Regions from separate parts of the Mus musculus genome. Here all the other regions are linked to region 3. The links are chromatin contacts, called in public HiChIP or PLAC-seq and promoter capture Hi-C maps. All regions are on one chromosome and are shown on one strand. Each heading gives the region's core, a stretch centred on a gene start, on an enhancer-like site or on the middle of the called end of the contact. The rest is flanking DNA. Distances are from core to core; before and after follow the strand shown. Region 1 has its middle 11 kb from the start of Gm39084. Region 2 has its middle 5.2 kb from the start of Gm39082. Region 3 holds the start of Plk1 (polo like kinase 1). Region 4 holds the start of 4930413G21Rik (RIKEN cDNA 4930413G21 gene). Region 5 has its middle 77 kb from the start of Gm39082. Region 6 holds the start of Cacng3 (calcium channel, voltage-dependent, gamma subunit 3).

Evidence for each region. Promoter capture Hi-C pulls out the DNA fragments that hold promoters and counts their contacts. HiChIP or PLAC-seq counts read pairs in DNA pulled down with a chosen protein or histone mark.
Region 1: a FOXA1 HiChIP or PLAC-seq map of pancreatic cancer cells shows a contact between it and region 3. The contact joins the enhancer-like site here to the promoter of Plk1 in region 3. A contact is called at or near these places in 1 of 39 promoter capture datasets (liver) and 2 of 115 datasets of contacts at active chromatin or transcription factors (embryonic stem cells and pancreatic cancer cells).
Region 2: an H3K4me3 HiChIP or PLAC-seq map of bone marrow-derived macrophages shows a contact between it and region 3, with 5 times the contacts expected there. The contact joins the enhancer-like site here to the promoter of Plk1 in region 3. A contact is called at or near these places in 7 of 39 promoter capture datasets (cranial neural crest, embryonic stem cells, liver and 3 more), 1 of 484 Hi-C or Micro-C datasets (bone marrow-derived macrophages) and 17 of 115 datasets of contacts at active chromatin or transcription factors (the 230-238 cell line, T-cell acute lymphoblastic leukemia, acute myeloid leukemia and 11 more).
Region 4: an H3K27ac HiChIP or PLAC-seq map of embryonic stem cells shows a contact between it and region 3, with 7 times the contacts expected there. The contact joins the promoter of 4930413G21Rik here to the promoter of Plk1 in region 3. A contact is called at or near these places in 20 of 39 promoter capture datasets (the 3T3-L1 cell line, 3T3-L1-derived adipocytes, the C10 cell line and 13 more), 7 of 484 Hi-C or Micro-C datasets (LSK cells, cortical neurons and embryonic stem cells), 30 of 115 datasets of contacts at active chromatin or transcription factors (the 230-238 cell line, the NIH/3T3 cell line, the SCID.adh cell line and 19 more) and 4 of 9 other capture datasets (adipose tissue, embryonic stem cells, liver and 1 more).
Region 5: a contact with region 3 is called in a promoter capture Hi-C map of hippocampal neurons, with 3 times the contacts expected there. The contact joins the enhancer-like site here to the promoter of Plk1 in region 3. A contact is called at or near these places in 3 of 39 promoter capture datasets (hippocampal neurons, liver and pre-B cells) and 3 of 115 datasets of contacts at active chromatin or transcription factors (bone marrow-derived macrophages, large pre-B cells and pro-B cells).
Region 6: a promoter capture Hi-C map of neural stem cells shows a contact between it and region 3. The contact joins the promoter of Cacng3 here to the promoter of Plk1 in region 3. A contact is called at or near these places in 5 of 39 promoter capture datasets (hippocampal neurons, liver, neural stem cells and 1 more), 2 of 115 datasets of contacts at active chromatin or transcription factors (astrocytes and bone marrow-derived macrophages) and 1 of 9 other capture datasets (macrophages).

Annotation. Positions count from the first base shown.
Region 1 is chr7:123,106,641-123,111,704 of GRCm38.p6, reverse strand. It overlaps a transcript of Tnrc6a not described here. Among named protein-coding and RNA genes, the nearest start is that of Gm39084, 11 kb to the right of the region's middle. Within about 2 kb of position 1,379, at least 146 of the 459 cell types and tissues checked have an H3K27ac peak or open chromatin away from gene starts, as enhancers often do. A contact at or near this core is called in pancreatic cancer cells, where this site is marked.
Region 2 is chr7:122,916,925-122,921,779 of GRCm38.p6, reverse strand. No RefSeq gene overlaps it. Among named protein-coding and RNA genes, the nearest start is that of Gm39082, 5.2 kb to the left of the region's middle. Within about 2 kb of position 1,614, at least 83 of the 459 cell types and tissues checked have an H3K27ac peak or open chromatin away from gene starts, as enhancers often do. A contact at or near this core is called in the 230-238 cell line, acute myeloid leukemia, bone marrow-derived macrophages and 1 more, where this site is marked.
Region 3 is chr7:122,157,414-122,162,268 of GRCm38.p6, reverse strand. Plk1 (polo like kinase 1) reads right to left here and starts at 2,834. Exons shown (of 10, transcript NM_011121.4): 1 at 2,319-2,834; 2 at 1,565-1,733; 3 at 618-762. The coding sequence starts at 2,726.
Region 4 is chr7:122,968,764-122,973,235 of GRCm38.p6, reverse strand. It overlaps 4930413G21Rik (RIKEN cDNA 4930413G21 gene), which reads left to right and starts at 2,777. Exons shown (of 1, transcript NR_045614.1): 1 at 2,777-4,178. Rbbp6 (retinoblastoma binding protein 6, ubiquitin ligase) reads right to left here and starts at 2,672. Exons shown (of 18, transcript NM_011247.2): 1 at 2,109-2,672. The coding sequence starts at 2,274.
Region 5 is chr7:122,845,500-122,849,886 of GRCm38.p6, reverse strand. No RefSeq gene overlaps it. Among named protein-coding and RNA genes, the nearest start is that of Gm39082, 77 kb to the left of the region's middle. Within about 2 kb of position 2,311, at least 14 of the 459 cell types and tissues checked have an H3K27ac peak or open chromatin away from gene starts, as enhancers often do. A contact at or near this core is called in hippocampal neurons, where this site is marked.
Region 6 is chr7:122,668,900-122,673,995 of GRCm38.p6, reverse strand. Cacng3 (calcium channel, voltage-dependent, gamma subunit 3) reads right to left here and starts at 2,252. Exons shown (of 4, transcript NM_019430.2): 1 at 2,012-2,252. The coding sequence starts at 2,222.

The sequences.
Region 1 (5,064 bases), core at 130-2,629, 950 kb before region 3:
TCACACTGTCTTTCTAACAGAAGTACAGATAACTTAAATGTCTATCAACGGAAGAAGGCAGAGATGAATGTAGAACCTGTACATATTATTCAGTAAGGCTAGTTGTTGTAAAAACTAGTGGACAGCTGATCCATGCCACCATGAGGATGAAACTTTGGACTATTTTGCTAAGTGAAGGAAGCTGGGTGGGAGAGAGCACGTGCTATTACTTGACTTCATTTACACGGCCTGTTCTGAACAGAGAAATCCACAGAGACAGGAAACAAATGAACGGTCACCTAAGACTGGGGCAGGAGATTGGGAGATGATAGTGGTAGTCATGACAGTCTTCTCAAATTGTGTTTATGGTTCTGTGAATATCCCTATTGCATTGCATACTTTTTAAATGCGTAAGTTTTTAGGATCTGTGGGTTATGCCACAGCTCAATAAAGCGAGTGCCAGCAATGGCAATCAAACATTTGGCTATTGTTTAGTGGAATGTTGCACTACTCTGCTGTGATCGGAAGTATTTAACAGAGCTAGGTAGGAAAGAACGCAGGAAGTTTGCCTGAATGGAGCCAGGCATTATGGCTCATGATGTTAGTCTCTGATTCCAGGAGCCTAAAGCAGGATGATTTTAAGTTTCAGCCAAGCCTGAGCTACATGTGAGACCTGTCTCAAAACAAACAAACCAATCAACCAAAACCGCGTGCACACACTATTACCAGACCATAGGAGGCCGGGCCGGGAGTGGGTTTGTTTACTGAAGGACAGGAAAGATTTAAGCTTTTTACTTTTTTTTTTTTTTTAACAGATTCTTTTATTGTGCATGCATGTGTGTGGGCACACACGTGTCATGGTGCATGTGTAGAAATCAGAGGACATTTTCGAGAGATGGGTCCTCTCTTTTTACCATGTGGGTTTCCTAGCTCAAACTCTGGTCATCAGTCAGGACTAGCAGGAAGCACTAATCCCCACTAACCATCGTCAGCTCAAGAGTTGTGCTTCTCTATAGGAGGAGCGGAAAGAACTGGCCGAGGAGCGGGGTGGGGGCGGGGTGGGGGTGGGGTTGGATGGTGATGATGCGGGTAGAAGCCGTGCCATCTTCTGTAAGCCCAGACAGATGGACACATAAACAGAAGGATCTGTTCTGATACCCCTTACTCCGCACACAGCCATTTGTTTCTTCTTGTTTGTCTCAATAAGGAAAGGAAGTGGCGAATGAGAGAGGAGATAGCAGGGCCTGGGTTTGAAAGAGGCAGGTTAGAAGAGTTGGTCAGGGTTGAGAGAGAGAGAGAGAGTGAGCCTCAGCTGCAAGTAAGGAAATGGATTGTGCCGGCACCAGCAAACAAGAGCTGCTCCTGAGCTATCTTCTCCTGAGTCATCTGAGCCAGGCCAGACAGCCCCAAATGCTTTCAGAGTTACTCACTCACTTTGGCCTTAAGCCTTTCACTCTCTGGACACCCTCCTCTAGATTGACTGCCTTTTGGCATCCTTTCTCCCAGAACTGAATGTTCTTCTCTAGAGACACAAATCCACCTCCCTGGTTCTATACCATATGCATTCCTTAATTCAAGCTGGGGTGCCCGTAGCACATCTCATGATTTCCTTGCATCAGGACAGTGAGAGATCAAAACCCAAAACAAACACCAGAGAACTCTGTTAGCGCAGGGGTGGTAGGGAACCCTCTAGCTTGTTAAGGAGTTACACTGAGACATTTACCATGATAGCTGGACAGCATAGAGGGGTATAGGGTCAGGGATCTGGGATGGGCATGCTTAGATAGGATATTTTCTGGCTTCTTATTGGTTTAAGCCAGCCAGCTAGGCAAGGGGGGGCAGCCAGTCATCCTGGACCTCTATTTACTGAGCACAGCCACAGTACCCTCACTATGATGATCCAGGCCAATAGGAGCTCAGAACAGCAAGAGAAGGAGGCAAATGCAAAGAAACCTTCAGGGCTATGGCTGCCACCCAACACTGGCATTGTTGCTGGGCCAAGCATCTAGGCACAGATAGCACAGGGTGCCTGGCATCAAGGGGCAGAATGGCACGGGGAAGGAACAACACCGTCTTTGCCTCAGATCTGGACTTCGAACCTGCTTCAGCTGCTGAACTTCCTGGGGCACACTAGCATCTGGCTGGCTGCTAAGCTTCTCTGAGCTTCAGTTTCCTCATCTGCAAAATGCAAGATCCTAAAACCCGCCCCTGAGGGCTGGCTATAAGAAATAGACTCCAGCCTGGCAGCGGTGGTACACGCCTTTAATCCCAGCGCTTGGGAGGCAGAAGCAGGTGGATCTCTGTAAGTTAGAGGCTATCTTGGTCTACAGAGCAAGCTCCAAGGCAGTCAAGGCTACACAGACAAATCCTGTCTTGAAAAATGAAAGAAAGAAAAGGAAAGGAAAAAGGAAGGAAGGAAAAGAAAGAGGGGGAGAGAGGAGAAAGGAGAGATGGGTAAAGAGAGAGAGAAGAGAGGAGGAGAGAAAGAGAAGAGAAGAGAAGAGAAGAGAAGAGAAGAGAAGAGAAGAGAAGAGAAGAGAAGAGGAGGTTTTCAGGACTCTCCAGCCCATTTCCAGTCTTCTGTATTTGTTAGCCCCCCCTCTCAAGCACCTAGCACACAGGCACACTGAGTAAACTGTATAGCTTCTGGCCACCCTCTGGTCTTTTCTAGAATCTTTCTTCTTCTTGGAAGCATTAGTCTGTGCCCCATGGACTTTCTCTACTGTTCACACCTCTTCCCAGGACACGTTGGTCATGTATAGCCTCTTCCCCGCCCCCCTGCCCGCTGCCTCCCTCTCCCCCACCCCCACGCTGCCTGTGAAGACAGAAGAAAGCTCTTGCTCATGTATTCCCCAGTTCACAGCACATTCCCACCATGTGCTCAACAAACACATGTGTTTAACCCTTGCTCCCCAGGCCTCGCTGACTTGAAGGTGGAACAGAAACACAAATTGTTGTCTGGCCCATACTCTCTGCAGGCTCTTAGCTCCTCTAAAACTCGCCCCAAAGTCTGAGGTGAGCTCAAGAAAAACAGCACAGACTCTGCAGAGATGCTATGGCTTCTAGTATTGGCTCTGTAGCTTATCAGCTCTGAAACTTGCCCTTTCTGTGCCTTGGATTACTCATCTATGGAATGAGTCATACGGTTGCCGTGGAGATTAAATAGGCGGCTGGCACAGTGCTTCTAACGGCACCTGGAACATAGTAAATACTGTATAGGAACTTACTCTCAGCACATTGTTCTCTCTGGCTGCCCCACTGGTTCCTTCTCTTCTACAGCCAGCTATGGTGAGCTAACCCAATTACATTCGTTACTGCTTTCATTGCTGCAACAAAATACAGGACACAGGCAACTCAAAGGAGGAAGGGTTTGACTCCCATTTCAGGGATTCCAGTCCAGGGCAAGCGAGCTGATTACAGAAGCTGTGGCAGCTTCAGCGGGATGGCATGACAGGAAGCTTGGAGCCAGTCACATTGCAGTGGCAGAGAGGAGGCAGAGAGCTCAGGCAGGAAGTGGGCTAGCCTCTAACCTTTAAAGGCCTGCCTCCAGAGTTCCCATGACCTCTCCAGAAAGCAGCACCAGGGCAGAGCAAGTGTTCAAATACATAAGCCTGGGCATATTTCAGACTTAAACCATGTGGCTGATGGTACCACAAGTGTCACTCAAGCCATTCTGGGGGAGCCCAGACAACATCTTTGTATGAGTGACGTGGCCTTCAGCCACAGTTTACAATCACTGAAACTATGGATCTCCGTGCTTTAAAATTGTTGTTGTTGTTGTTGTTGTTGAGGTTTCTCTGTATAGCCTTGGCTGTCCTGGAATGTGCTCTGTTTTTGAGTCAGGGTCTCTCCGTGGGACCTGAAGGTTTCTAATTTGGCTACTGTGGCTGGTTTGCCTGCCTCCAGGGGGACATCCCCCCCCCATACAGGGCTGAGATGACAGGTACGCCAGGAGTTTTTACATGGGTGCTGGGGTCCAAACTCAGGTCCCCATGCTTAAGCAGCAAGCACTGTTACCTGCTGAGCTGCCCTCTGAACCTCCTTCCCTCCTCACCTAGATGAACTGTAAAGGGCACTGAGGAGTCTAGGGGTTCTGTTTGGGATCTGGGACAGGCCCAAAGCTGCATCTCAGGCAAGGTCCCAGGTACTGCTGTTGCGGGTCTGTGGACCATGCTTCACCTTATGAGACCCTAAACAATGAGGATTTCTTGTTCTCACCAATCTGTGTAATGAGGCAATGAGAGAAACAAGCTTACCAATAAAGGAGCCAAGGAAGAAGAGGAAGAAGAAATGTAGGCTGGCAAAATGGTTCCCAGGGATAATGTGCTTGCCACCCAAACCTGATGACCCGAGTTGTGTCCATGGGAAAACGTTGGAAGGATAAGTGACACCCCAAACCGTCCTCTGACGTCTACACACATACAGTGGCGTGCACACACTCACGTGCGCACACAAATATCCTATGTGAATACACATATCGAATAATAAATTCTAAAACATTTTCTAAAAAGATACTTAAAGCTGCCCAGGCATAAGTAGTTCCCTCCTATAGTTTCAACATTTTAAATGATCAGGACTGAGGAGTCAGCGACTTTCATGGCCTTGGAATGAGTGCTTGGGCTCCAGCCACCAAGCTCATGACTAGGGCAAAAGGAAGAGATGGGTAAAGGCAAGAACGGGTTCTGAGTGCAACCCATCTAATACAATAGTACATCTATACCCAGATACCTGAAACCAAGCCTGTTCACATCCTGGTCTTCAAAGAAGGACAAGAGAATGTTCAACTTGGCTCAATTTGCCCCAAACACAATGACAGAGGATGAGAGAAACAGACATTAGGCAAGTAACTGAAATCAGGCACAGCCTCTGCTCATTTCTAGAATCATGCACATACCGCCTGTCACCCTTGGGATGACAGGGTCACTGTTACAGTATCTCCCCAACTCTAACGTTCAGGCTTGCGCACTGGGATAGTAGCAGATTATTTGAGTGCTACCAGAATGAACCCTCATTTCTAGCTCCTCATTTTTGAGCTAAATAAACACCTTTATCACAAATTCTTCTGAAGGCAGCTTCTCAAATCCT
Region 2 (4,855 bases), core at 365-2,864, 760 kb before region 3:
GCTGCCTATATGTCTGTGCACCAAATGTGTGCAGTGCCCAGAAGGGCCAGAAGAGGGCATCAGATTCCCCACTGGAACTGGAGTTCGGATCATTGCTAGCCACGAGTGCTAGGAATTGAATTTGGGTCTTCTGGGAGTGCTCTTAATGAACGAGCCATCTCTCTAGCCCCCAGGACTTTCTCTTTAGTGCTGGAGGAATCTTGCTACAAGGTTCTTCCTCACTTGGTCCAGACACAGGAGTCACCATCTGCCCTTGTAAAGGGACTCAGTGACTGTCCTATTTGTAAAGAGTGTTCTCAACTTGTTACAGATCATTCACTGTGCCATTTGTCTCAGAAAACACTGACATACCGACATACTGACATTCTCATCTCTCAAGTGGTGCCTGGGAAACAGATGGCTGCCCTTCCATGCCTTGACCAGTATCCCACCTACCAGTGGGGGTTAAATGCCAGTGAGCCCATCCTAAGCCAGAAATGCATTTACTGTACCCAGTTGTTGAACACCATGACTTATGATACTGTCAAGCGTTGGTTGTTATCTTCCGAAGCATGGAGCTGATCAGAGCCATGGCTTCCTGCTTCTGCCTAGTGTCAGGATCGAGCACCGTGCTGCATATTTTGTTATTTTGGGAAAGAACCCAAATCTAAAATCTCAAATATAGTTTCTGTTGAGTATGGACCATTTTGGCATCGTCCATCCTGATGTCCAGAAATCTGAGGGTGACTGTTGTAAGTTGAACACTCTGTGACTCACTCAGTGCTGGGCGGGTGTGGTCTTAGCCATCAGCAAATCTTTGTTGTGGGGTTCAGCAAATCTCTGTTGTGGGGTTCAGGGAGTAAAGCCCCAACCTCCAGGCTTTGCTGAATTTTAGAGCAGATGGGAAGACCAGCCACCCTCAAACAAGCTGGCATTTGTAGTGTCCATATGAAGCGATCATTGGGACAGGAAGCAGGAGGTGGAAATTCATATACTAACTCAACATTGAATGCGTGGTCAAATACACAGTGCCAGGCCATCGAACAGCAGTTCCCCGGTTTGAAAAAAAAAATGAGCGTTATAATATGTTTGTGTTATTCCAGGCATACTTGTGGTGGCCTTCATCAGCTTGGCCGTCTCTATGAATTAAACATGAAGGCTTCATAAAGGCAGGCATCGATCATGCTGTGTGGATAAACAAGAGACCTCTAAAATCAAGCAGGCTTGGTGTAAAACCCCAACTCTACCACTTAAGACTTATGTGAACCATGGAGCTTACTTAGTGTGCCTGCAGCTTAGCCACGCTCAAGACCTTGTGGATTCAAAAACCACCCACCGGATAAGTGGATAAACAAAGTTATCCTTTTGTTTACCCTTAAGCGGCTCTCAAGTACCCCGATGGTTTATTATTTGACCACTAGAGGTCAGGCTAACCCCAAGGTTCAACTCACGATAATCTGGTCTCTTGTTTCTGGTATGTTTTCCAAAGGAGCCAAGCAAAGATCTCTTCACAAACCCACTCAGGATGTCATACCCACTTCCCCAGAACACTTTTGCCCCCCTTCAGACTTTACCCCTTGACTAGGAAGATGGGGATCTGCCCGAGGGTGAACACACTGAATGATTTCATTGGAAATCAGCATAACCCAGTGTCACCCCGGTTCCTTCCCCTTTCTGCAGAAGCGGAACCAAGGACAGCTTCTGAGTATAGCTGTGTTTTGGGAACTATTATAAGACTTTCACCCATATTAACTTGAAATCTCTGTGGGGTAGTTGTTCTTCGTTTAATTTTGCAGAGGAAAAGCCAATGTAGGGACACAGTACCGATAGTCTATCAGATTCTACCTGCGATTAGCCTGGGACTGAGTTCTCGCGAGAGCTAGCTGCTGAGATACACACTTAGGATCTGGGAGATGCCAAATAAAGGCTCCCAGTCCTGCCTAGGACCTGAGATTTTTGGTCTTTAGGATGAATTTCCTCCCCCCTTTTTGGGATCTGCTATGATCCTCAGGCTGACCTAGACCATGGTCTCTTCCAGTTCCAGTGCTGGACTTATAAGTGTGAGTCATCATGTCTAACTTGGGGTGACTCTTTGGGGTTTTTTGGGCCAATGGGAGCATGCTGTCCCTCACTGCATTGCCTGTGGCTCTTGGAGGGAGGGGGTCAGACAGACCAAACTCAAATCTCCATGTTGTTGTTTGCACAGTTTTGTGGCCCAACACATACACACTTTACTCAGTCTCAGTTTCTTCCTTTTGAAAATCTAGAAACTTCCTCTTAGTCTACTCTATAACATCTATGGCTTCTGGAGTATTCTTGCTTGGTTTCTACTCTGTTTCTACTGCTAGACAGTTCTGGATTACAGTGGGTACATAAGAACTATCTCCGGGGCCTGACATTCTGTAGTGAGTGTCCTTCAAAGTGTAAGAGTCCCTCTCTCTATATTCCCATGGAAAATGAGTCTGGAAAATGCCCGAGTCAAGGTACTTTATAAGAAATGGAGGTTTGATTAGCTTATGGTTCTGGGGCCAGGGGAGTCTAAGAGTGGGCTGCTAACGTCAGCTGAGGGTCTTGTGGTCACAACATGCAGAAGCATCACACAGTGAGACAGAGTCCAAGTTTCCCCTTCTTATAAAGCTACCGGTGCCACCCTGGGGTCCCATCCTCAGGACCTTACCTAACAGTAGTCACTTCTCCAAGGCCCATTAATATATGACTTTGGGGATTAAGTTTTCTTTTCTTTCTCTCTTTCTTTCTCTCTCTCTCTCTCTCTCTCTCTCTCTCTCTTTCTTTCTTTCTTTCTTTCTTTCTTTCTTTCTCTCTTTCTCTCTCTCTTTCTCTCTCTCTCTCTCCCTCCCTCCCTCCCTCCCTCCCTTCCTTCCTTCCTTCCTTCCTTCCTTCCTTTCCCCCCTCTCTCTTTCTTTTTTATTAGATATTTTTTATATACATTTCAAATGCTATACTGAAAGTTCCCTATACCCTCCCTCTGCCCTGCTCCCCTACCCACCCACTCCCGCTTCTTGGCCCTGGCATTCCCCTGTACTGGGGCATATAAAGTTTGCAATACCAAGGGACCTCTCTTCCCAGTGATGGCTGACTAGGCCATCTTCTGCTACATATGCAGCTAGACATATGAGTTCTAGGGGTACTTGTTAGTTTCTATTGTTGTTCCACCTATAGGGTCGCAGGCCTCTTCAGCTCCTTGGGTGCTTTCTCTAGCTTCTCCATTGGGGGCCCTGTGTTCCATCTTATAGATGACTGTGAGCATCCACTTCTGTATTTGCCAGGCACTGTCTCGTATGAGGCTATGCCAGTGCCTGGGATTAAGTTTTCAACACAAGAACTTTTGGGGAACACATCCCCCTAACCATCCCCCCTTTCCTTCTTGCTCTGGGGACAATCAGGAGGTGCATGGGGTCATGGTTCACAGCTTCAAGTTCTGGATGACATAAACTGGTAGACACAGAGTTGAAACCTGGCAGTTGTGTTCCGTTTGGCTGTAACACCCCACAGTTGTTGGTCATTTCCTGTGCATTTTATCCTTGTCTATATGGAAAAGAGGCTTGGTGTGGTCAGCCATATTCTCTCTGATTCTGCAGACAGAAGGCTATGTCCATCCACCGAAACTCCAGCTTGCATGCTGTATGTGCACGTAGGCTGTGTTCTTAGTTAATTAATTGTGTGTGTGTCTGTGCACAACTGGAGTTGAGGGGACATCTTGCAGGAGTCAGTTATTTTCTTCTACCAGTGTTCCAGGAATTGTCCTTGGCAACAAGTATCTTTATCCACTGAGCCATAGTTTTTGTTGTTGCTGTTGTTTGTTTTTTTAAATAAAAAATTTCAGGCAGTCATGGCAGTGCATGCCTTTAATCTGAGCACTTGGGAGGTAGAAGGGGGTGTATCTCTGTGGGTTTGAGGCCAGCTTGGTCTGCACGATGAGTTCCAGCATGGCCAGAGCTATGTAGACAGATACTGTCTTAAACAAAATAAAACAAATGTTATTATTTTAAGTTCTGTGTATGAATATATGTCTGCGTATGGCCGTGTGTGTGTGTGTGTGTGTGTGTGTGTGCACAGATGTCTGCAGGTGTTGCCTCCCTCCGAGATGTGGTTATGAGCCATCACGTAGGTGCTTGGAATTGCACTTTGGTACTCTGGAATTGCAGTTTCTGCTCTTAATCATTAAGCCATCTCTCCATCCCTTTATTTATCTTTTGAGACAAGAATCTGATATGGAACAGGATGGCTTCTAACTCACTATGCAGTTAAAGATGACCTTAAACGTCTGACCCTTTTTCCCCCATCTCCTGAGTGCTGGGTTGGACCCAGCACTGGCTTGCTTTCATGCCACGCCAGTGCTCTGCCAACTGAGTTAGATCCCCAGCTCCATGCACGTAAAGTTCCCTGTAGTGGCTATTCCTGGTTGTCAACTTGACAATATTTGGAATGAACTACAATCCGGAATTGGAAGGCTCACCAGTGACCCTTATCTGGAGGCTTGGAGATCCTTATCTGGATCTTGGTTTGAAGATCTTGAGCCACAGTGGCTATGGATTCCAGAAGATTGAATCTCCGAGTTTAAGGAACACACCTTTAATCTGGGCTACACCTTTCATCTGGGATTAAAGGTGTGGCGGAACACACCTTTAATCTGGGCTACACCTTCTGCTGGAGACAATATAAGGACATTGGAAGAAGGGAGTCTAGCTCTTGCTCTTGCTCCTGCTCCTTCGCCTGCTTGCTGTGTGAGACTGAGTAACTGCTAGATCCTTGGACTTCCATTCACAGCTGCGACTGAACAATTGTTGGGAATTGGGCTGCCAACTGTAAGTCATCAATAAATTCCTTTACTATCTAGAGACTATCCATAAGTTCT
Region 3 (4,855 bases), core at 1,585-4,084:
GAACGGACGGGGATGCTCTCCAAGTCAGTCCAGTGACACAGCAACCAAAGGCTGGGACAAGCCCTCAGAAGGATGCAAGTGACAACACCTGTGTACCAAGGGGCCAGGAATTGACGGCTCTGGCCTACAGTGACCGAGGACTCTCCCAGTGCCCCAGAGGCCACTGCTATCCACCACAGGCCACCGTGGTGGTTCTGCCTATCGCCAGGCTTTCTACTGGCCTAGTTCTCCCTTCAGCACTCAGCAGGACTTCCAATGCTCCATGGAAAGTCAGGCAGGGATTGTATTAAACCCAGGTTCAGATCTGAAATTCTGAATTCCTAACAAGCTCTCAGGTGTTGATGGTTTGGATCTGTGCATACTTTTAGTAAGCACCAAGGGCCAGGAGGAAAAGTTCAGGGACTTTTTGATCCCTTCCCTGGACCAACAAGTCAAGTTACAGGAATCCAACAGCCTACGCCAGACTGATATATGAAAAGCAGGGTTTCATGTGGGACAGCCTGTCCACTAAAACAGCCTTTCTATAAGGTAGAAAGATTCACATGGCAAAGTCAACTGGGTGAGAAGCCTCAGAAAGCCCTGCTGAGGCCCAGGAGCCAAGGCCATTGCCAACTTACATGATGCACCCAATGGACCACACATCCACCTCAAAACTGTGTCCCTTCTTGCTCAGCACCTCAGGAGCTATGTAGTTAGGAGTGCCACACAAGGTCTTCTTTCGTTCCCCTTCATATTCCACTTTGGTTGCCAAGCCAAAATCCCCTGGGACAGAGGAAAGAAGAGAGGGTGCTCAGCTGCTAAGCCCGGGCTGTCTGTGGTTGCAGGCAGCTCTGTTTTGATCCTGAGCATTGAGAACTAGTGGCTTGAGGCCCCAGAGTCCCTGAACCCTTCCACTGTACTGGCCCTAGCCAGCCTCCCACACACCTCTTTAGATAGCAGGGTTACGGTGGTTAAGGTGGCTCAGGAGGTAAAGGGGCTTGCTGCCAAGACTGATAACATGATCTACGTCGATCCTGGGACCCACACAGTGGAAAGAAAGAACTGACTCCTTGAAGTTAGCCTGTCTCCATTCATAAGTAAATGAAATTTAAAATGCACAGGATAGCAGAATTAGATGCACTGGGGAATCAAGTAGATGATCTTCGTGACTGCTGCTGGGCAAGTGTGTGGAGAAGTGACAGGGATCTAGGGACTGGCCAATCAGACTCAAGGGGGCAGGTTTTTCAGCTTAGTAAAGAGACACCTGAGGAGATGCTGCCTGCCATACTCTACAGCGTAAGTCCAGACCTGAAATTGGCTGAGGGTCTGGCTCAGTGCTAGGTTATAGAGAAGCATTTGGGGGAGGGGCCCCAAGTTCAAAACTACTGAGTTGAGGCATAAACACCAATGCATCTAAAAAAAAGGCAAGGAAAGTGTCACACACACACAAACACACACACACACACACACACACACACACACACTTTCCACTTCCTAACTAGAGGGCAGCATCTCTATTTCCTCACCTTCCCCTCCTTGTCCCCTCCTGCCCTGACACCAGACACCCGAAGGCCCAGCACCTCACCTATTTTCACCTCCAGATCCTCGTTCAGGAAGAGGTTGCCCAGCTTGAGGTCCCTGTGAATGACCTGATTGCGGTGCAGGTACTGGCAGCCCAGGACTATCTGTCGCAGGTAGTAGCGGGCCTCAGGCTCGGTCAGTGCCTTCCTCCTCTTGTGCAGCTCCAGGAGGGACTGAGGAGGGAGAAAGAGGTCACTGAAGTCCAAGAAGAGTGGCTAGCTGGATGTGGCTAGGACTAGACGCTCGGAGTGGAGAGTCTTAGCAGGTTTCTGATAGTTCTACCCATACACTGGTTGGTCACTATCATTCACCAGACCCTCTCCTGAGTCTTCTCTCAACCCCACTCTCGACTCCCCTACCCAGGGCTTCCTCCTGGCAGGAGATTCCCTCCCTTTCCTGAAAGCTCTAAAATCTGACTCCAAACAGCCGCCCCCTCCCCCGACCCTGCCCCACTCCGGAAGTTAGAGGTGCGTGGCACACCAAGCCTGGGACCCTTCCTTAGCCACTTTATGAATCCATTTCCTGTACCGACTCGCTGCCTTGCGTCTGGGAGCTCCATCCCTAATAGCAACAGGATCTGGTCTCGGTTTCCCCAGAACCCCGGCCTCAGCAGTTCGGAGTGCCAAGTACCCTCGCTAGAAGCCTTTCCATAAAAGTTTGAAACCCAACCACTCCTCTAGGTCACTCCAAAACCTCGGTGCCCCTTTGTCAGCAAGTTCCAGGTGTGGGAGCCCCAGCACTGCGACTGAAACACTCACCCTCCTGCGACAGAGCTCCAAAACTACAAATACAAAGTCGCTGTCCTCAAAAAAGTCATGGAAGCCTACGACGTGTTGGTGTGCTAGGCTGCGGTGAATTGAGATCTCCATAGACATCTTCTCCTTCTGGTGGGGCTTGAGCAGCAAAGACTTAGGCACGATCTTGCCTGCGAACACCTCTTTTGTGTCTGCGTCTGAGATCTCGAAGCATTTGGCGAAGCCTCCTTTACCCAGAAAGCGCCCCCGTACATACTGCCGCCGGCTGCGTGGGTCCACTAGGACCTCCGGAATTTCTTTCGCCAGCGGGGCGGCCACTGGGGCACCGGGAACTGCATCTCCCGGAACCCCACCTTTCCCGAGGTCGGCTGGTGCTCGAGCCAGCTTTCCAGCTTTGGCCGCTGCATTCATGATGCCGAAGTTGCTCCACGAACCTGGCTGAGTCGGTGCAGAGGGTCCTGCTCTGCTCCGCTCCTCCCCGAATTCAAACGCGGCGCTGGGAACGTTACAAGGGCCTGCGCGTTGCTGATTGGCCGCGGGGATTTAAAATACAAACCCGCCCAGCGCGCGGCACCATGGGAGTGCTCTACGGCGCAGCCGCCTTTAAACTCCGATCTTGCCGGCGAAATTTTTAATGGGCAGGGACTGGAGGACTGCGTTTGCTCAGGATTGCCTGGGAAACCAGGAACGAAGCAACTACGTGAAGATCCCTAGAAGAACAGGATTCTGTCCTGCTTTCTGCTCCTCGGCTGGGGCGTGCTCATGTGGTTCACCTGCGCCTCCTCCAGGGGCTTCTCCTAACTGTTAAGATCTAACACCTTCCTCCACCGGACCCGGCCTTCTAGAACTGAAACTCCAGGCCAACCGGTAGCTTGAGAGTGCACCGCCTCCGCGGTGGACAGCCCTCTCCCCGGCTAGCCTAAATAAACCCAAAACTGAGCAAGCTCAGCAGGCAGATGCACCTTCACGGCGCAACGGACCGATCTCCTCTGTGGCACTAGGGGCTCCCAGCCCCTGAGAAGTAACTCAACCCTTCTCTTGAACAACGCAGGAGGCCAGCAGCATCTGCAGCACCTGGAATTCCCTAAGAAGGCAAAGGAGGGGCGTGGGTTCAGGATTACAAGTTAGCCGAGATCAGCCTCAGCTACCGCTCCACTAACCCCAAAGGAAAGAAACTTCCCAGGCATGACCTGCCGGTCAAACAAGACCTTCAGATGATTCCTATGCCCTGTGATATGTAAGAAACACCGGACGTCTGCCCCGCGATGCAAGGTTACCTGGGTTGTTCCAAGTTGTGTGGCCCAGAGCCCCAAATAGAAAAAATTAATTTTTTAGTCAGAGGTGGGGGGGTAGCTGGTTAGAAGAGTGCTAGCATGCCGGTATACCAAGGCCAAGTCTGCCCTGCCGAAGTGTCCGTTCAGCCTTCACTTAGGAAAAAAAAAAAATGAGCCGGGGCGTAATGGCACACACCTTTAATCCCAGCACTGGGGAGGCAGGCGGATTTCTGAGTTCAAGGCCAGCCTGGTCTACAAAGTGAGTTCCAGGACAGCCAGAGCTATACAGAGAAACCCTGTCTCGAAAAAAAAAAAAAAATGGATTTACAACATGTAAAAAGAGTGGCCACACAGAGCAGGCGTGTGGCTTTTCATAGAAAAAAACGGCCAGCTCTGGTCACTGTTCCCAGACACCCTCTTTGCCCCCCTGCCTATCTGGGCACTTAAGTGATACCTTCCGTTAGAAGCTGTTGTTGCTCTAGTTCCCCCAGGAGGGTCTTAGCAAGATCCAATTGCTGGATTGAGCAAAAAATGGCAGTGCTGCTGTCTTTCCCAGTCTCTGGGTAACGATTGTACTTTCTGAATAAGGCAGAGCTTTGTCTCCAAAAACTTAAGCTTGCCAGGAGTGGGCATGCACCCTCAATCCCAGTGCTGGGGAAAACAGGCAGGCAGGCCTCTGAATTCTAGGCTAGACGCGCACACACATGCGCACACGCTTCTGCGTGTCAGAGAACATGCAGGAGAGTCAGTTTTGCAGGAGAGTCAGTTTTCTCCTTCTACCATGCAGGTTAGGTATATGGGTCTCAGGGACTACACTCACGTCATCCAGCCATGTGGCAACAGCCTTTTTATGCTCTGTGCTACTGCAGCTTCTGGGTTCATATGTTTGCTGATAGCTCATATTATCCAACTGATAGACACTGCCTCAAACAAGGTGGAATGAGAGAGAGGGCCTGTCTCTAAGGAGGTCCTCTGATCTCTATGTGATTGCCTGTGCTCACAGGCACAAACATGAACACACACACACAACTTAAAAGATGATACTGTTCAGTTGTAGAGCAATCAGCTGGCATGCAGGAGATCTTTGGTTCTGTAAAAAGGTTAAGTTAGAATCCAGCCTATGGCAGGCATCCTACTAGGACACTGTGAGAGCCGAGCTGGCAGACCTGGTGGTGACCTAGCCTTTCACATGGAAAGTGAATCTACATGACAGGGGTGCCACATCCTGCCCCAGCCCCACCCCAGGAGCCCACAGGGTAGGTCCCC
Region 4 (4,472 bases), core at 1,528-4,027, 810 kb before region 3:
TTGGTTGTCAGCAAGATGGAAAAAGCCTAGTTTCAAATGATTCAACTGTATGAATTGAAACCTGTGTAGATGATAATTAAGTGTCCAACATCCCCTAATTTCATTTATATCACCTTTCCTCTCATTCCTAAAGAAGCATTTTATAACAATGTAGCCAAAAATTCTTAAAAAGCCATGTGTTTTATAAAGTAAACTTTAACACTAAGGGCTGCCTTTGGTGGACTTAAGGTTTATTTCTTAGCTGCTTATATCATAAGCAACTTTTCCGCTTCCTAAGTAAAATTACCAAAAAATACAATTATCAAAATGGTACTTAAGGAAAACAGACAATATTCTTTTTTTTTTCTTTTTCTTTTTTTCTGAGACAGGGTTTCTCTGTGTAGCCCTGGCTGTCCTGGAACTCACTTTGTAGACTAGGCTGGCCTCCAACTCAGAAATCCGCTTGCCTCTGCCTCCCAAGTGCTGGGATTAAAGGCATGCGCTGCTGCTGCCGCCGCCACCACCACCACCACCACCACCACCACCGCCGCCCGGCGGACAATATTAGTATTATAATTTGCATGTCTGTACTACAAATGAAAAACTGGTCTTCTACCTGACAAGATTTAGTTGACCTACCACACTACAGACTATAGCGATGAGACCACACCCCAAAACCTCACCAAAAACCCTATCCCACACCTTTTATCAAATTTAGCTTGGTGGAACATGTCTTTGATACCAGCACTCAGGAGGCAGAGGCAAGCTGATCTGTGAGTCAGAGGCAAGCTGATCTGAGTCAGAGGCTAGCCTGATCTAAGTAGAGAAGGCCAAAAATTAAGACCATAACATAAATAAAACAACTCCATTTAGAACTCTCTTCTCACACTATCAATGAATGTTAGAAGTCTAACAGAGCCCATCCCATGAGCATTACTACCCTGAGAAAAAGAAAGCAAAACAAGTTTAGAGTCAGAGAAGACTGTGACATTGCCACCATTCAAGTCCCAGTACTATGATGTTTTCAGGGGTGGTGGTGCACCCCTTTGATTTCAGCACTCAAAGGCAGCAAGTCCCAGTACTATGATGTTTTCAGGGGTGGTGGTGCACCCCTTTGATTTCAGCACTCAAAGGCAGAGGCAAGAGATCCGAGTTCAAGGTGGCGCAACACCTTTAATCCCAGCACTAGAGAGGCAGAAGCAGGTGGATCCGAGTTCCAGGGCAGTCAGGACTACACAGAGAAACTATCAGAGAGACAGACAGACAGATGGGACCTAGACCCAATTACTTTTAAAATGAAGAGCTCAAATTTTATAACCAGTGGCTTACTTACATTCACACATGGTAGCATTCTTTTTAGAAAAACACACACACATATATTTTGGTGGTGTCGGATGAAGAGCCCAGGGCCTTGCACTTTGAAACTTTTCTGAACTGCTTAACAGTTAAGTGTGGTCTAACACCTGCATTCCCCACACTTGGGAAGCTCAAAAGGGGTTGTTGGGGTTGGAGGCCAGTCTGGGCTACAGAATATAACTTTTGAGTAAATATCACTAATTCTGGAATTACACCTCAGAGTGTTCACCTCAGAACATTTTTTTAAATACAAAACCAATTCCAGCACTAACTAAATCCTCAAAAATACCTTTTCTACAAGCAACCCCGTATAAATAAATAAAAGGCCAGTGGACAATTGCTATCAGCTTCAAAACGCTGCTAGATTAGCCAACAAGTTATATCTACTGCTGCTTTAACCAATAGGAAACCTTACACAGGCTTTCCTCTCCTGATGGAAAAACAAGTTAGGGAAAGGCCACAAGGCAAACACCCAACAGACTCAGGTAGCAACCCTTTTCTCTTTTCAACCCAATCCCACTGTTTAAAAAACTTTAATTAAGGAGGAGGTGGGGCCCCATTTTGAAAACCAGCCTGCTAGGTAAGACAGATCCCAGCATTCAGAAGGCCAGTTAAACTCCAAGGTCGGGTGCTGCAATCCTTGGCTATCAATGAAACTCTGTGTATGACAACGGGTAAGAATGGAGTTCAAGCCTGAAACAAGAAACTTAAAATACCAACCTTGACGCCCCCCCCTCCCCCCAATAAATATCTGCGGCCCGTGTGCCTCTTACCTTCTTTCGTCTGTGCGTTGGTGATCTGCAGATCGCTATCGGCAGCTTTCAGCTTTTCTCTCCCCATAATCTGCTTCTTTAAATCGCAGAGGGAGATATGGAGCCCATCAAAAGTGACGGTGTCGTAGTTGAGTTTAGAGGAAAATTTATAGTGCACACAGGACATTGTGGCAAAAGATTCCTAAGGTTCAGCGAGGAGACGTGGACACTCTCAATATATGTATATTTATAAACTTAAGAGCAAAATATGTACACACACAAAACACTCAAAAGACAACGAAGGACCCTAAGGCCTCAGATTAAATACCCCCCCAACCACAAGCGGGGGTCCGTGAGAACAATAATCCGGAACCCCCCGTACTCAGAATCGCTTCATGAGGGAGGAGCAAGACAGGAAAGGGGGCAATCGAGGATCCGCCAACCGGCACAATGTCACCCGGCTGGGTCCCACTCGCTCATGCTAAGGGCCGGCAGGAGACGGGGGCAGGCGGTGCAGTCAGTAGCGGTCAGTCCACACGTTAGAGTCCGAATGACCCCGCGGGGTCAGGGGTCCATAGCGGCCGCACCTCCCGGCTAGTCTCTCTCCGTGGATGGGGGTGACCCAGGCCCCGGGAGAAGGTTGCGGGGAGAGGGCCTAGGCCCGGAGTCCACGAGCGGCCTCTCGCCTCCTCCCGGCTTCCGGACGACCGGCGTCGGCGTCCCCAGGCCCAGGCCCCCACCGCACACACACCCTGGCGCCTGCTCCCCGGAGGCCACGAGCGGCCCGCGGCCTAGGCCGAGATCGCGCGGTCGGCGGAGGAGAGGCCTTCCAGCGGCCGCCCGGTTCGGCTCCGCCTCCCCCCCGCCGCCGCCTGACACAAAGCCGGTGCGGGGCCCAGCTAGGCCGCGAGGCCCTTCCTCACCACCCCGGGCCCCGGAAGGCGGCTTCGTTGGCCCCGGGGACACCACCGAGGCTGCCCGACTCTTCCTCTTGCTGCTCCTCGCGCTGCTCCCGCTCCTGTCGCCTCTGAGCCCACGACCGCGTCGGGAAGCCCGGAAACGGTCGGGCGGCGGCGAGGGCGTCGCTGGATTCCCTCTTTATTATTATTATTTTTTTTTTGTTCTGCCCCCCCAACCCCGGGCGCTCTCCGGCCCGCACCCTGCGCCGACGACACCTCCGCGCCAGGCACTATGGCGGACGCGGCCTGGCTTCGGGCGAGCGCCCCCACTCCGGGGTCTCTTAAGCAGGGACTGCACGGGCGGCGCACGCGAGGCGGGGCTTGGGCGTGCGCCGATAGGCGGGCCGGGGGCGGGGCCGTCTGCGTCACAAAGCGCACCGGCCCGCCCACGTGACCCGGCGCTTTGTGACTTGCGGCGTGGAACCTGAGGCTACGCGGAGAACAGGAGAAACTACGTGGGTCCGCAGAGAGGGGGAGGCGGACCGTCCCACCGGGCGGGTCTGGAAGGGGCGCTTAAGCGGCGGAGGCCCCAAAGTGCGGAGGGGGTGAACCGCGAATTCCACCCACGCACGAGTCTCATCACTGTGATGGCTGCTCACCAACTCCTCTCCTAACAGACTGTATACCCTGAGCTCTTCCAAAGCTGCTGGTGAGAATGGACCATCATCACCACCAGCAGCATCTTAAGAGCTGTGTCCGACTCTTACCTTGTACTAGGCACCGCGTTGACCGCTGATGTTTGCAAATTCTGGAGCCCAGTCTCCTAGGTCGGAAGTAACTCCGTTCTCCCAAAGACGCTGTCAGAGAATAAAGAATTAAATCCATGAGTATATTTCAATATTTAAGACCATGCCTGGCATATCTGTGCCTCAATACAGGGGGCCTAATAAATGTCAAATAAACAACAGCAAAAAAATATCTCCAATTTATAAGATAGAAACCTAAAGCCAACAGCCGTGCATTTTTCGAGTTTTCAAAGAAGGGAATGCTTGCTGGGTTGCAGGGTCCTCATTCCATTTTAAATTACAAAGTCCCTTAGGAGGGTTGGCATTCTTTTTCTCTTGTGGCATACGGGACATATTGCATTTATAAATTCATAAATAATAAAAATTAAAACTGTACAATTACTATCATTTACAGTGTCCAATGTCCAGCCTCTGAATTTTACAGGCTAGGCTCAAGGAAGTTCAGCAACTGAGAACAAAATCATACATCCAAGAGGTGGCAGAGTTTTCAGAAACTTCCTGAATGCTAACGCCCCAGATTCTGACTTGGTTTAAGTCAATCATCTTGTCAGAAACGCCTTCCTAAGGCCATCTTATTAAGATAGTCATCGATTTTGGCCTTTATTTTCTTCTTAACTGCAAGGAATATACCTGTTTGTTCTTCTGTTGTTTTTTTTTTTATTATTAATTTTCTTGTTTGG
Region 5 (4,387 bases), core at 1,062-3,561, 690 kb before region 3:
GCCAGCCTGTCTGTCATCCTGGATACTCGGGGCTGATCAAGAAGATGTCAAGTTCAAGGCTTGCCTGGGCTGCAGAGTGAGTTCAAGGTAAGCCTGGGCAACTTTGTGAGATCCCGTCTAAGAACGAATAAAGAAATGGGGAAATAGACTTCAGAAGTAGAATACTTGTCTAGGACGTGCAAGGCCCTAGGCTCAGTCTGAAGAACTGCATCAAAACACGACAGAGACCTGTAATTTAAAAAAATGCTTTCCACCAGGCACCTGGGTTGGTTTCTACTGTTATAAAAAACCAGGTAACTTAACCCGTAAGGAAGAGAGTTGTTTTGCTCATTGTTTTGGAAAACTCTGGGGAGGCTCTTGCATCTAGTAAGAACCTGTGTATACCCTTCCTAACGCAGAAGTGTAGTCAGGGAGCAGATGCAGGTTGAAGAGAAGAAACACAAGACTCGGTTCTCTTTTACAGTAATCTGCTTTCAGAGTAACTACCCGGGTTCTTTCTCAAGATGGAGAACTCACTCCCAGAAGTGACCCAGCCCCTCGAGAGTAGCATTAATCTCATCATGGCAGAGAGCCTGTAGGAACCAAATGTTTCTCTAAGGGCCCACCACCTTTCAACGCTGTTATACTGGAGACTCAGTGTCAACATGAGGTTGGGAGGGGGCAAGCTACCTTCAAACAAGAGTGACAGGACCACTTCTTCATTTTTACCCACCAACAGAGTAAAGAGACCTCCTCTTCTGAAAGAATGGGCCACAAGAGACTATAGATATTAGTTACAGGTTTGTACTTACTGTTGCTCTCAAGCCTCCTTGTCCCTGGTCCTTGCAGGTCTTTTGTCCTCTCAGAGCCATGACAGCCATCCTTCAGTTGTGCAGTATCCTCAGTGACTTACCCTCTCCCTTTCCTCTGCCTGTGTCTCATGCTTCTCCCGGTCTCAGATTACAACCATTTATTTCTCTTGCATTTTTTGACATGTATCTTTCTATCATATTTATCAAGCCAAACTCAATTTCATCCCTCAGCCACATCTTTATCTATACCTGGAGAAAAATCACACAGCTTGGGAGTGGGCACCTTGCAGACCTGTGGTAGCAGACCGGGGCCGGGAGGGCTGATCTTTAATCCTTTTACCTTTCTGTATCACCCATTCCTAGATTAAGACCCAAAAGGCCCAGAGCCAAATTGTTGTTTGGCTTAATCCTCCCTTGTTTTCTCCCCTTTTGCTGTTTTTATTTTATTTTGTTCGAATTACGTTTCTTCTGCTCCAAATAAAACTCTTTTGTTGGGTGTGTCCGTGTGTGTGTGTGTGTGTGTGTGTTTGTGTGTGTGTGGTGTATGTATATATATATTCATGTGGTTGTATGCTTGTGTATACATACATATGTTTGCACATGAGTGTGGAGAGGCCGGAGGTTGATGTCATATATCTTTTTTATTGCTTTCCATCTTACTTTTTTGATGCGGTCTCTTCACTGAATCTGGACTCAGTAATTTGGCTAGGTTGACTGGCCAGTGAACTGTCTGTCTCCCCAGAGCTGGGATCACACATGGATGCTGCTATGTCTAGCTGTATTCGTGGATGCTGGGGTTCTGCCTTGGTCCCTTGTGCCGGTGCAACAGGCACCTTACCTATTGAGCTATCTCCTTAGCCTGAAAACAAAAGACTCTTCACAGATGGAATTAGCGACCTTAAGCTTAGAGAAAGTGCTAAGGGGAAGAGAAAAGGCTCATTGTATATGGACAGTTGGGAAGAGGTCTTTGCACCACCACCATGTTGTGGGTCTAAGTGTGTACAAGTGTGTGTATAAACCTGCATGTTCACTACATTCTTGCAATGTCCACAGAAGCCAAATAAGGGTACCAGACCCCTTGGAACCGGAGTTAAAGACAGTTGTGAGATGCCACGTGGATGCTGGGAGTTGAACCTGAGTCCTCAGTAAGAGCAGCCAGTATTCTTAGCTTCAGAGTTATCTCTTTTCTCCCTGCAAAGAAAGAGTTTCAGATTCTCTAGTCTTAAGATACCAGGGAGAAGCCTCATAGCCTGGGGAGAACAGGTAGGTCTCTCAGGGAATGTTCTGGAAGGCAGCTGAGGAGAGCAGTTCTGACCTCTTCCTGCCTTTGCTCCAGCTCCCCCTTAGGAAAGCAGAACTCCAACGGTTTGAAATGGACAATCAGAAGCTGCTAACAGCTGCAGCCCCAGAACTTCGGTTCTTGGCAAAAGGAGCCTGACACAAAAGTATTTCTTTGTGGAAAATTATGCATTCATCGGGCTCATTTGAAACAAAATATGATTTGCATCTTAACTTCCTGTAAGAAGCTCTGCTCTGCTGCGGGTTTCATAATGTCTGGTTTTGTTGGACCAGATTGGTGGGGCACATGCTTTCCCAAACAGTTGAAATTCAAGCCCAGGTTTTTCTTATTTTAAATAGCAACAGCTGCTAAGCATGATAATTATCGTAGTTCATCAAAATAAACTCACTAAGTTGCTTCTGAATATTCCCTGGAGCTTCTCTCTGGGGCCTCTGGAAGCTGGGGCCTCTGGGGCTGGGGCCTCCTCAGGGCTATCCAAGAAGGCACAAAGCTTGGCTCTGTCAAGTGCAGGGCACAGAGCTCCCAAGTCCTTGAGGAGGTTGGATGGACCACCTCGTGATAAAGAGAAAAGCATCACTTGTAGGAGGCAGATCTAATGAGATGATTGCCTCTCAATAGCAGCGTGTTCACTTGAACAGTAAGAGCAATTCTAGATGCTGAGAGTTGTCAGGATGCAGGGAGGAGTAGAGGGAAACACTAGGTAGCAGCTAAGTGCTAGGCTGCAGGAGTCTTGTATCCAATGTGGCAGCCAGAGCGATCCCTTACCCCTGTCTAAGGCCTGGCTGAGAAGCTCAGGCTGGCCTGAAACCCAGGATCTTCCTGCCTTAGCCTCTCAAATGCTGGTATTACAACGTGGACCACCACACCCAGCTGACAGTGATTTTAAAAGGAATTCAGGTCTTGCATATCTCTTTAAGACATTTAAAAATTACATGTATGTATGTATGTGTGCATGTGTATGTGTATATACACATAAACATATACGTAGAGGCCAAAAAGCAGCTTTCTGGGCTTGGTTCTCTTTTTATGCTATTGTGGGTCCAGGGCGTTGAACTCAGGTCATCGGGTTTGGCAGCAAGCTGTCTTAGGATTTGTAGGGTTGTGATAAAACACCATTGATCAAAATCAACCTGTGGAGGGAAGGCTTTATGTCACTTTATACTTCCAGGTAACAGTTCATCGCTGAAGGAAGTCAGGAGGAGCTAAGCAGTGCAGAAGCTGGAGGCAGAAGCTGATGCAGAGGCAATGGACGGAGGCAGAAGCTGATGCTGAGGCAATGGAGTGGTGCTACTAACTGGCTTGCTCAGTTTGTTTTCTCATATACTCCAGAACCACATGTTCAGGGGTGCCATTTCCTACAGTGGGCTGGGCCCTCCTACATCAATCTTCAGTCAAGAAAATGCCCTACACATTTGCCTCCTGGCCAGTCCTGTGGCAGCATTTTCTTCAAGATTCCTTCTTCCCAGATGATCCTACCTTGGGTCAAGTTGGCATAAAAAGTAGCCAGCACACTGAGTATAAGCACCAAGCAGACAGTATGGGGGCATTCCCCTCTCCCTGTTCCTGACTGGGTAGAGGTGACCAGCTGTCTCAAGCTCCCATCTCTGTGATGTTCCTGCAAAGGTGGACTGTAGCCTGGCATTGTAGCGAAAACAAACCCTTGCCTCCCCTAAGTTGCTTTTCATAAGGCTATCTGTCACAGCTACAGAATGAGACTGAAGTAGGATGTGCGCCACTGTGCTGGCTTGAGGTTATCGTTCTTGTCTTTTAGCTCTTTAGTGCGTGTAGAATATTTTAAGTGTCCTGCCAAGCCTCTGATCCAGTGAGCTACTTCCTTCTTGTGCTCTGGCCTTAAGTAATTTTCCAGCCAGATTCTCACCTCTCGATTCTCTTTGGACTCATCCCATTTCCTGTGTTTGAATAGATCTTTTTTTCTAGAACCATCTGCAATTTCTGTTGCTGTGTTTTCCCTCTGGTCCTCTTTTATCAGACTTATCATTCAGGTTTCCAAAAAGACCTCTGTGTCCATGCAACCTTGAACTTGGCCTTTATTACTTTCCTGCATATGTATTTTTATTCAGCTTAACTTGTATCTGTCTCTTTGTTCTTTGTCAACCTCTGAGAAGAACTCCAGGAGAGCTGAGACCCTGTGTGTGTTATCCACTGCTGTCTTCTCAGCGCTTGGTGCCCACAAGATGTCCAGTAGATATTTGTTAGCTGAAAGAGCAAGTACATGGGAGACCACTTGATAAATATCGGTTGATTGAATGAATGATATCATTTGCTACATAGCATC
Region 6 (5,096 bases), core at 1,003-3,502, 510 kb before region 3:
GAACACATCTCCAGTCCTTCTAATTCTTCCCCAATCTCCTTTCTCAGTTACCCGACTGAAGCCATGGAACACTCAGTTGGGGCTTTGGTCCCAGGCATGAACTGTAGGCCTAGAGCAGCATGTCGAAGAGAGGAGGAAATGCTCTTTATGCAGGTTTGAAGAAAGGTTCAGGAAATGTAGGCCCTGATTTTATCCTGACAGACATTTAAATAAATGAGGCAGGGTGAAGAATGTCAGTATCACTGTTTAATTTTACATTTCCAGAATATTTCCAAGGGGCAAAATGACTATAAACCTGATGTACTTCTGTATGGCTTTTAGCTGGGGAAGAACCCGGGTTTTTTTTTTTAATGCCACTTATGTAGGCATCGTCATATATACCAATCACAGCATTGCAAAACTGATTCGATTCATAATTGCCAACACAGCAAAGGGAATGGTGGAAATTCTCCAAGGTGAATGACCTCATGCTAGCCGACTGCAAATGGTCAGAAATAACCACATTTTAGAATTTCTGTCAGTTTACTGGCTGCAGTGTACGCTTCAGTAGTTCTAACTCAAGACTATTGATTCTGAATCAGTCATTTCTTGGGTTAACTGAGAGTTAAAAGGGACAAATCTCTTAGCTAAGAGTATAGAGACCATTTGCAGCAGTACTTGGTGTTTTCTGACTTCACATGAAGTAGCCCTTTCCCTCCTGGGTTTCCCACCAGTTGCAAATCTGTGTTGGAAACAGAATCAACTGTAGTGGCGCTATAGGCAGGAGAGTTCAGAGCGTCAGGACGTGGGAAGGAGGCCAGAGAATGATGCAATATTACACTAGCAAGTGATGTCATAGCATTAGTTCCCAAGTCATTTACATAAATGCGAGTTCCCAAGAAACCCTGAGAAATGCCACAGGGAATGCAGGGGGAGGAACCAAGGGAGATCGAGGGGAGGGGAGGAAGCCTGTATTTTCCTGACTATCACTGTGATAAACTTCACTGACTTCCTGGAAGCCAGAGAAACAGCAAAAATCAACCAAGCAGACAAAATCCCTTCTTAGTGGCCCTTTAATCTAGTGGCTCCCTTAGGTAGCAGGTTCACAAAGCTTTGATTTTCTTCATTATTTTTTCACTCCTTGTGATACCCAGGTATTGTCCACTGAAACTGACAGTCACTCTTCAAGTGGTGAAGCAAGTTTAGTAGTGACATAGGCTACCTAAGAGCTCCACATTCTAAAATGGCCTGCCCACCTCATTATAATTTAGAGCAAATCCTCTAATTTTTAAAATTAGAAGCAATGAGATGCAATTCTCAGAGTCAGTCTTATCTAAATGTCAAGGAAATACATTTGCTGGTGATGGGCGTGATTTATGAATGAAGTCAGGTGGAGAGCAAACACCAAGACTTCAGTTTTATTTTGAGCCTAAATAATGAAACACTTATTCATAAAGACATTTTCTTTAGATGTGAGGGTGTGGGGATTAGGGCTTACATATTGTTCCCTAGTATAAGTTAACAAAGGGAGTTCATGACAATGTCTAGTTGGACCAAACTCAGAAGAGGCTGGTAAGCTTTTATTGATTAAAAGATAAAAAACCAGATCAGAGTGCTCCAGGTTAGATCAGTCCCTCAGCACCTTCCTGTCTTCTCTGCTTCCATTCCTTAATAATCCCCATTCACCAAAATGTAATTAAACAAATCCAAAGTCTCCTTCTATAGACAGAAATCCAAGCAGTGCACAACATGCTTAGAGACTCGGGATTAGAGGCTTTCTCAACTGCAGAAGGTGTTTAAGAGCGTTACAAAATCACATCACATTTGGCATAGACCAAAACCAATCAACAAGACCCAACCCTTCCATCCACACAGCACCAGGCTCCGTGGAAGCATAGTCTGGACCCTCACATATTTCCAACAACAATTAAAACTATTTTTCTTCCCCTCCATTGCCTCTATTTCCCCCCCAACACATGTCAGGACATTAGAAGCAGATCATTCAGAGCCAGTGAGAGGAATTTGTAAGTACCTTCCAAGCAGCAGGTCCTCCACAACCCGGAGTGGGTCATTACTTCTTCATTCTTCCTGCTGGTTTCATTGTCACTTGTAGATTTAGTCCTGCACACACCTCTGGAATATAGCCAGTAGTCCGTGCCCACTGCAATGGTCATTAAACTAAAAGCTGCGAAGGCTCCTACAGTAGTGATCAACATCTGGATACCTCTGTCACACATCCTCATAATTCTTCATGGTACTCTGAACGGCTGGGGGTTGGAGGGGTAGATTCAGTGACAGACGGGAGAATCACTCTGCAGCTGGGTAACCTAGGACGGCCTCTTCCAAAAATCCAGATCTCCTTTTGTCAGCATCCACGGGGACTTTGGGAAAGCTGGGATTTCCTGTCTTGGGCTCTCTCCAGTTCCCCGAGTCCTCTATGGCCCTCGGGAGGGTGCGGGCTCCAGGGGGTTGGTCCACATCACTGCCGCGGTCAGAGGATTCCTGGGTTGCTTTCATTCCTCAGGAGCTTGGTGAGGACTAGCGTTTGTGCAGGGCATGGCTTCGGAGCTTGGAGCTGCCAGCTTGGTTTGAGATGCGCCTGGTTTCTCACAGCCCCGAGAGACTCAAGGCAAAAGAAACCCAGAGAGGTCTGGTGTGTGAGCGTGTGAGCGTGTGTGCGTGTGTGCGCGCGTGTGTGTGAGTGTGTGTGTACGTGTGTATGTGTGTGTGTGCGTGTGTATGTGTGTGTGAGTGTGTGTTTGTGTGTGTGTGCGCGCGTGCGTGCGTGTGTGCGAGCGCGTGTGCTGGGGGTGAGGGCGGATGGCAAAAAATAGCTCTGCTGGGAGGCGAGTCGCTGAGAAGAGTGTTCACTGCTTCCCCAGCCTCCCAGGAAAGCTCTCCGCCTGCTCTCCACACCCCCGCGCAAACTGGAGAAAAGGGAGAGTCCTGGGGCGGGGGCCGGCCACTTGCGTCGGAGAGCTGAGGTCCGTGGTGCTGAGCGGACAGCTCCTCTCCTGTTGCCCAGCCTCCCACTTCTCAAGGCCGGGTCGTTGGAGGTCCGTGGTGCTGAAGGGACAGCTCCCCTTGCCGCTGCACCGTTCCTCGTGGTCCTAGTCTAGGAACTCCGGGTGCTGAAGGGTCCCTTCCCTAACACTCTCCTAGTGCGTTCCTAGAGCCAGCCAGCCAGCTCAGCTCTGCGTACTCAAGCCCACAACCAAGCAAAGTTTCGGGAGCCCAGGGCAATCAGCATCAGGGCTTCAGGGCACTGCAGTACGGCGGATCCGGCTCCTCAGAGGGAAGGGTTAAGGACAAGGGCCCACAGCGCACTCTGGCGCGCGCGTTATCTCAGAGCCCACCCCACGCAGCATTCTCTAATCAACCCTCCTCCTCATCCCTGAGCCCAATGAGCCAGGCAACTTTGCTCTTTGCTGCAGGAGTCCACTAGGGAGACAGAAGCCGGGAAAGATCTAATCTTTTTAAAGGGATGGGAGACTGACTGGTGGCTCACTTGGGTGGGCAAAATGTTGTCTATGTGTATTTGTCTCAATTTCATTCCTCAGAAAACAAACCAATATGTCTACCCTCCTGTCTCCGGAGCTCAGATTTACACAGGAGACAGTGTGCTTACATCAGACCCAGAACCATTCATATGTATATGTGAACATATATACCTCTAAAGGGCTGAAGGAACTAAATGTACCTAAACTGTTGTTTACATATCAGGGACCTTGGATGAAGGGATGTAAAGGTTTGATTTCTGAATACACTTCTTAAATATTTTCACACTTTTACATTTGAGGGGGTGGTGAATTCAGGATGAGAGAGCATTGAAAACGTCAGCTTCTCTCCAAAGGCCCTGGTGCTGTTCATTTGTTAACATCTTCTAAGTCAGACCAGGATGCAGGTGTAATTAGGTCTGGGCTCCTTGCTTGCCCAAAGCACAAATGTCATCACACACCTGTGAGTTCTTTCCCTCAGAAATAGCAAATGCTGAAAAGAACTGGCACAGACCAGCTTCCCGGTTCCATATGTTCTAGCATATAGATAAGGACACACACTAAGTTGACTTCAGGCATTCCACCGAATTGCTCTGACCAATTATTTTCTTGTGGGCTGACAGGTAGTAACACCCATTTGGATGCTTGGAATTGAGGCTGCATGCGCTATTTCTACAACCCATGAGATGTGCCCACAACCAGCTGTCATAGTTGAGTGTTATTTAACTGGACAAACATATAATGGAAGGGGATCACAGACATCTCCATTCCCCAGGATGCCATTTCTGGCTGTATGAGAGCTTCTATTCAGGTAACTGAGTAGGGGCAATATACTGAAGAAGTCTCAGACTTGGCTCACAACCTTTTTGTTACTTTGATATTTTTATTTTTATGTTAATGTCATTTGAAGATTTGGTTCTTGGTGTTATATATACATATGCGTGCACATATAGGCTTATTTGTATAGTTGTGTTTATGTCTAAATGAGTACTATGGTCAATTTTGTCATGATTTCTGAATGCCTATGAATTTGTTGCAGACATAAAGTAGATATGTGAGTATATGTGTACACACACATGGTGCAGTTTGTAGGGTCATGTGATCGTGCTTTATATAAATACACAGCTGTATGTATGTATGTATGTGTGTGTGTGCGAATATGCAGGTACAGTGTGGATTTGTCTGTTTATATGCATTGAGTTGTATATATGTATGTCACATTTATACTGACAATTTAACATATAACAAAATGAAATGCATTTTTAGGGCCAAAACCATAACTAACAAGACTAGAAACACATGGAAGGCAATGGGGGAAAGATACATGAGCCTTCCTGTAAGGAGCAGGAAGAACAGTTCAAGGCCATCCTAGGTTTTCTAACAAGTTTGAGACCAGCCTAAACTACATTAAGACCATTTCAAAAAAAAAAAAAAAAGAAGAAAGAAAGAAAGAAAGAAAGAGAAAGGAAGTTAGCAATCACTATTATTTGTATTAACAACAAAAATAATAGTGATCAAGAATGTCAATACTAATGTATAGAAAGAAAATATCTAATAAAAATAAATAAAATAAGAAAAAAAGAATGTCAATACTAATAACTGAGAAACAGATTTTCTGTA